Regions from separate parts of the Mus musculus genome. Here region 2 is linked to region 1. The links are chromatin contacts, called in public promoter capture Hi-C maps. All regions are on one chromosome and are shown on one strand. Each heading gives the region's core, a stretch centred on a gene start, on an enhancer-like site or on the middle of the called end of the contact. The rest is flanking DNA. Distances are from core to core; before and after follow the strand shown. Region 1 holds the start of Whamm (WAS protein homolog associated with actin, golgi membranes and microtubules). Region 2 holds the start of Stard5 (StAR-related lipid transfer (START) domain containing 5).

The links. Promoter capture Hi-C pulls out the DNA fragments that hold promoters and counts their contacts.
Region 2: a contact with region 1 is called in a promoter capture Hi-C map of liver, with 2.8 times the contacts expected there. The contact joins the promoter of Stard5 here to the promoter of Whamm in region 1. A contact is called at or near these places in 2 of 39 promoter capture datasets (liver and pre-B cells).

What each region holds. Positions count from the first base shown.
Region 1 is chr7:81,569,848-81,573,000 of GRCm38.p6, reverse strand. It overlaps Whamm (WAS protein homolog associated with actin, golgi membranes and microtubules), which reads right to left and starts at 1,709. Exons shown (of 10, transcript NM_001004185.3): 1 at 1,092-1,709. The coding sequence starts at 1,679.
Region 2 is chr7:83,630,086-83,633,485 of GRCm38.p6, reverse strand. Stard5 (StAR-related lipid transfer (START) domain containing 5) reads right to left here and starts at 1,469. Exons shown (of 6, transcript NM_023377.4): 1 at 1,347-1,469; 2 at 701-750; 3 at 224-356. The coding sequence starts at 1,445. Gm16638 (predicted gene, 16638) reads left to right here and starts at 1,645. Exons shown (of 4, transcript NR_166697.1): 1 at 1,645-2,720.

The sequences.
Region 1 (3,153 bases), core at 460-2,959:
AATGTGGGTACCTGGGGGCAGGTGGTCCCGGGCTAAGAAAGGTAGCCATACAGCCAGTAACCAGCCTTCGTCCATATCTGTGCTCCAGAACCTATCCTGGCTTCCCTTGATGATGGAATGTAACCTGTAAGCCAAATAGGCCCTTTCTGCCCAGAGTCGCTTCTGGTCAGAGTGTTTAGCAGAGCAACAGAAAACACACTGGAACCGTGGCTCAATAAGGAAAAACAGGAAATGTCCGAGGAGTGTCCAGAATGTGGAATGAAGCTCTGAAACTTGGCTCTCTTCGTGAAATTGTTGCTGGGTAAAACTTATACATTCTCCCTAAATCTTCCAGTGAAGTGAAAAGTCCCCACTCTTTAGGGTCTGTTAAGTTTACCACACAAATAATGAATGTGTGTGTCTCAAATTATCTGGTCCAAAAGAGCCTTCTTGTTGTTGCCATTAAAGGCAGATGAGTAAAGCCTCACTCCCCGAGGGCTTTCCATCTGCTTGAAGATAATAATAAAAATCCTTATTGCTTGAAGAAAAAATAATAAAACTATCTTTTAAATGTCATTCATCCTCAGACAGTTTTAGCCATCCCTCATCTTCTCCGGAGAACCCCAAATTGCTTCCACTTAGCTTATGTTTTTATTCCGACGGACATGCCTTGTTTTCAGTTTTACTTTCATATTTCTGGCCTTTCCCATTACAACATCCTGCTCTGCCCAGAACAGGGAAAAGGTGAAGCGCAGAGCCTGGCTCAGAACTGCAAGTAAACTTTTACCTAACCCCAGGACTGGAGAGGCTGAGGCAGAGGAATGTCCTGAGTTCAAAGCCAGCCTGGACCACAGATTGAGACCCTGTTTCAAAAACAAAAACAAACAACCAAAACAACAACAACAACAACAAACCAAGAGAGCCAGGCGGCGCGGAGCCGAACTCTGATAATCCTAGCAGAAAACAAAAACAAAAAAACACAAAACACCACCACCACCGTGTTTCAACTTCAAGGTCCCCACTCTCTCTCAACAGAGGCGCAGGTGCACCAGCGACGCCCGGTGCGCATCACGAGTGTCCCGCGGACCCGCCCTCGGCCCGGGGCCTCATACCTGGTGCAGCCGGGTGGCCGTTTGGCCCAGGCGAGCGCGCAGCGTCCTCTCGCGGAACTCGCTCAGGCCCTCGCAGTCTGCCGAGTCACCCGGGGCCGGGAAGAGCACGTCGCGCACGGTGGCGCCGCCGCATCCTTCGGCCGCCAGGCCCAGGTAGTGCTCCAGCTGCCGGCACAGCTCCTGCAGCGCCGAGTCGCCAGGGTCCGCAGGCGCCGGCCACAGGAGCGGCCACAGGAGGGCCCACAGCCCGCGTCCCAGGCCCCAGCCCGCGCCGCTCGCCGCGTCCAGCTCGGGCGGCAGCGGCGGGAAGCAGGGCTCCAGGGCCGGCCACAGCGCCGCCAGCTGCCGGTGCGCGCCGCGGAACCCGGCGGGCGACAGCACCCCGGCCCAGCTACATCCCCCGTCGCCGGCCTCCCGCCGCTCGCGCCGCCGCCGCTGCGCCGTGCGGTCGTGACAGGTGACGGCGAACTGGCCCTTCGCGGCGTTCCAGGCCACCAGGAAACGCAGCTGATGGCGCTCGGGCTCCGGGAAGAGGTCCTCACGCAGCGGAACCCAGCCATCCAGGCTGTCGGGCTGCTCGCTGTCCATGGCAGCCGCACACCCTTAGACTGCGACAGGCCACGACATTTTCCGGGAGCCGCTACTGTCAGTCAGAGGCGCAGAAGCTCCCGCCCCCTCATTCTGATAGGCTGTGTGAGGGAGGCTGTCTGGAGTTGGTTAAGTGAAAGCCAATGGAAAGTCTTTTCGGGGAGGCGGGACAAAGTCTCCCTTTTACAACACCGGCGAACCTTGAACTCTCTAAGTGAACCAGGCTAGCCTTGAACTCGTAAGAGACCACCCTGCTTCTGTCTCCTGAGTGCTGACATTAAAGGCATACAGCCGCTATGTTCGGCAAAGATTTTATTTTTAAGCCCATGTATACATGGGCAGGACGACATCACACCTTAGTACAGATGCCAGAAGAGGGCGTCATGTCCCCTAGAACTGAATACTCTATGGGGCTGTTAACAGCTTAATGCACTCTCTAAAAATAGTAATTCTTAGCTGCTGAGCCATCTCTCAAGCCCCTATCTTAGTTCTCAACATTACAATGAGAATTTCCCTCAACAGGATCCTATTAAGTATGTGGCTCCTGAAACAAACATACTGGCAAGATCAAACTTCTATTTGAACTCAATATTTACTTACTGAGGGCTCTGGGGTGTCAAAAACTAGATCGCAGACACATTTATTTTTGTCAATATAGTAAACTTACTGAGTATCTGCTGTGTTGTTGGTATATTGAGATGGGGGAGAGGGGGAGTGCCTAAATATTTCTGCTTTCCAAGCCAGTCTATGCCAAGCATCATCCTGACAGCAAGGATTTGAGACCTAGAGAGGGAATTTGTCTACAATATATGTGCACCAAGGCTAAGCAGGATGGCCTCACTACTGAAAGCATGCCGCCGGGGTATTATAACAAGCCAATAGAAAGTGCTGCTGCATTTCCTCACATGAGCCCTAAAGATGCCAGTTCTAAACCTGCAGCCACCTTAGATTCCGAGAACAACAGACAGCCATAAAAACCTTTATGATCTAAGGCAAGGTGAACCTTGAAGAAGAGGTCACACCTGTCCTCAGAAGAAGTGATTATCTATGCTAAAAAGCTGTGCCCTCCAGAGCAAGTAACTATTCCTGGAGATGACAAGACCTGTTGGGAAGGACCTTGAGATGAGGGGCAGCTAAACCACACCTTGGTAAAGAATGCCTGCATATGCATATCTCCTTTTTAAATGCACTTTATTCCTAGGAGAGGATCTTTGTCCATTCTGGCTCCATTGGAGCCTTTCGGCTCAGATGCCAAGCTTTGTCCTTCCTTCAGATTAAAACTGAAATCTTTGTCCTCCTTGTATTTGATCTGTTGGCCTTCACCATCCTAGGCCTTCAGTTTGCTAACCACAGAAGCCTCCATAATCTTATGAGCTAATTCTTCAAAATCAATCTCTCCATTGTGTAAGCATCCTGTTAGTTTATTCCATCTAAAGAACCTTGATGTTAATACAGTGTGTGTGCTTGTGTATGT
Region 2 (3,400 bases), core at 220-2,719, 2.1 Mb before region 1:
GAGGCCAAGCCTTGCCCTGCAATTCCTCAGCTATAGTCTGTAGATTCTGCTGAGGGTTTCTTAGTCTCTCAGAGACACATTGTTTCCTGCCAGGGACAAGGCTGGACTCGTCTGCATGGCACTCCTCTTGCCTACAGATGTTATAGATCCCTCTTCAGAGAGGTGGGGTCGGGGTGTTGCAGCAAGACAAGACACTACAGATAACACAGCCAGAGACACTTACATCCGTGATGCTCTGGACAATTTCAAAGCTGCTCACATTATCATCCCACTTCTCCCGGAGGCCCGAAGCAACTGGCTTTATGCAATCCCACACCTCTTCTGGTGTCCCACACAGAATCCCTTCTCCTCGGTACCTAGAATGGAGAGGAATTTGATCCACCGAGTCAATTAAACTTGTTTATCTTAGGATTTTATCTCAGGTCTATTACATTTTTGTTCTGGTTCTAGGACTTGCTGACAGAAAACGGCCTAAAATATGCTAGCCCATCTCCCCTCTAGCCTGCATAAACAAACAGGTACAAAGTCCTCACAGAACACAGCTTGCTAGAAACGATTCAAAACACAAGCTAATGCTTTTCTGGAAGGTAACTAGTGATCACAGAAGGCTGGGGCGGATTGGTATCTTTCATGATGCAACCCCAGAGACACCAGGACGGGAGTAAGGTTCTGACAGACTTTGTTAAAAGTGCGCACTTACAGATTCCCTGGAAACTCCTCAGATGGCCTCCAGGAAATTGAAACTCCATTCTGTCAAAAGGCATAGGATTGTAGAATTTTAGAGCTAGAGGAAGTCTTGGAGAGGAGATCTCAAGACTTGATTCCCCAAGGTCACCCAACCTGTTCCTGGCACAGTTGGGGTAACTGCCCCCTACTGCAGGCGATGAGCAGAGCGATCCTGGCTGGCTGATTCCTGGAGCTGTGGGAGTCTCTCCAGTCGCCTTAATGCCACCAAGAACTTTTTGTTTTCTCAAGCAATTTAAGGCTTTTTTTTTTTTTTTTTTTTTTTTAAATCAGAAGCGCCAAGGAAGGAAACTATTTCCCTGTCACTCCCTGGGAGAGGGATTGTGCAACAATGAACGGAGGAAAGACTTGGTACTTGGAGTTTCAGATCCAATCCTAACCTCCTAGCAGTCAGATGACCTTGAGTGGGTTTCGAAATGAAAGGGGCAGAGACCTCCAGGAGTCCCAGAGAGCATCAACCCGCAGTGGAATCAGTTTCTCAACCCACCTCTGGGGTCCAGGGTGCGGATAATCTCGGGGAGAGGAGAAGCCTAGGAGTTTGGAGGACTCCAAACCCTGCGAGCAGTCTCCAGACCCCTTTTCCCGCCCAGTCCCTCACTCACGCCTTCCCGACACTTCTTCCAGCCCGACGCGTCCCGCCGGTACCGGAGCACCTTCTCTGCCACCGCCTCACTCTCTTGCGTGGCCCAGGACGGGTCCATTCCGCCAACGTGCAGGCTCCCAGCTGTGCCACACAGGTTCTGCTGGGAGGAAAGCTGGGCCTTGGGCGGAGCCTGGAGCCCCGCCCCGAGCTCCGCCTCTCTTTCTGAATTGGTTTTCGCTCTCAGACAATTCCGTCCTTTCTTGATATTGGCCCGCCCTGCGCAGTAAGCGTCATCTCTGGGCGGGTCTCAGGCAGCTCCTTCTCCGCCACTGCAGGCTTTGGGCAGAGGCAGGAACCAGCTAGCTTAAGGAGTTTGGATGTTTACCCCTTGGTGCTGAGGTGCTTTCGGCCCCCAGTGAAACCGTGCAAACAACTTCGTAGTGGGATTCTGCAGGGTGGCCCGGAGAATGTGGAGGAGCCGGCCGGAGGTGGAGGTAGGCAGGAGGGGTACACACCAGTGTCAGTTCAGGAGGCCTGCACAGGAATGTCTGCTTCTGATAACAGAAACCGAAGCGATTCCCAATTTTATTTTATTTTATTTTTCCCCCTTGAGTAGCTAAATGCCTTTTCTGAGTAAAGGAAGAGACAACTTCGAATGGGTGGAGGAAGAAGCTGAAACCAATGTCAGATCTATTTAGTTCTAGACACCCAGGGAGCTCTTGATAGATATACATATCCAGCAGACAGCACTATGCATTGACGCCAGGTGGAGACCTCAGCTTTCCCTTGAGAGATATAATCCAGATTCTGGACATGGAAGCAGGAAGACCACTCATTAAAGGTCTGCCTGGGAAATTTAATGAGGCCAGCAGCTCAAAATAAAAGAAGTAGAAAGAGGGCTAGTGACATAGTGCAATAGTAGCATGCTCACCCAGCATGTGCCCTATCCCAGCATCATTAAATAGGCAAATAAATAAGCAGACTATTGGCAACTTCTGAACACAGAGGCAACCAGGCCCGTGGGAGAGTGTGGACTGGTATCCCCTCTGTAAGAGCAGCCCAGGTTCTCTCCTCTTCAAGCCTATTTCCAACTGATTGTTTGTAACCTCTCCATTATTTCCTCCAAAGACAAGGAAGGATGTGACTTGAAAGTCCCCTTTGGAAGAAAAGAGGGGCTGGCTGGCTGGGAAAGCAATTGGGCACCTGGAGCTCCAGTCCCAATATTGACTATGTAGGTTTGGGCAGGACTCTAAACATCTTTGAGATTTTCACAGACGTGAAATGTTATAATAACATGTATCTCCCTGGGCTACTGTGAAGAGTCCATGAAGAAGAGCATGTGAATTCTTCTGAGAGTCATAAAATAGATGGTTCACTCTGCCGTACTTTAAAGGTGAGTAGAATCATAAATGATAATCCGAGATAACGTTGAGATATGGTTTGACTAAAAGTCAACTGTTTGGCTCTTTAAACAAGGCTTTAAATTGTTAAGAACTGTTAAGAAAACTTAAGCAAAAAAAGAAAGCATCATACATGGAGAGATGCTTTGTGGCAAAATAAATGACCATGATACAAAAAGATGCAGAACCCTGGTTGTAGGGAATTACAGATCAAACAAGGGGACCTGTTTAGTGGACAAACAGGACAAGATTTGTTAGTACCTGCTTTACTCACAGTACCGAGAAAGGGTTTTTCTATACTGGGTGAGAGCTTGCATGCTCTCACCCAAACCAAGCAGTGATACACATGAACAGTTACATATTGACAGGTACATATTAACTTTCTCTTCAACACAACAATCTTACTTACACAGAAGCACGGACAATTGCCCTTGTAATGGAAACTAACTTATTTGCCAATGCATTAAGATACCCATTATGTGGGTTATGATGTTCCCATCAAACTCATGTAACACAGCTGAGAGAACTGAGGCTGGGCCCTGGAGGACTGCTCAAGAGAGCAGAGGGCCAGACTGGGTCTAACCACATGGCTTTATAGGAGGCAGCTCTTCTCATTGACAGCCATTTGCTGTTGGAGGGACATGGATAGATTTAAAGCTTAACTGAATACAAT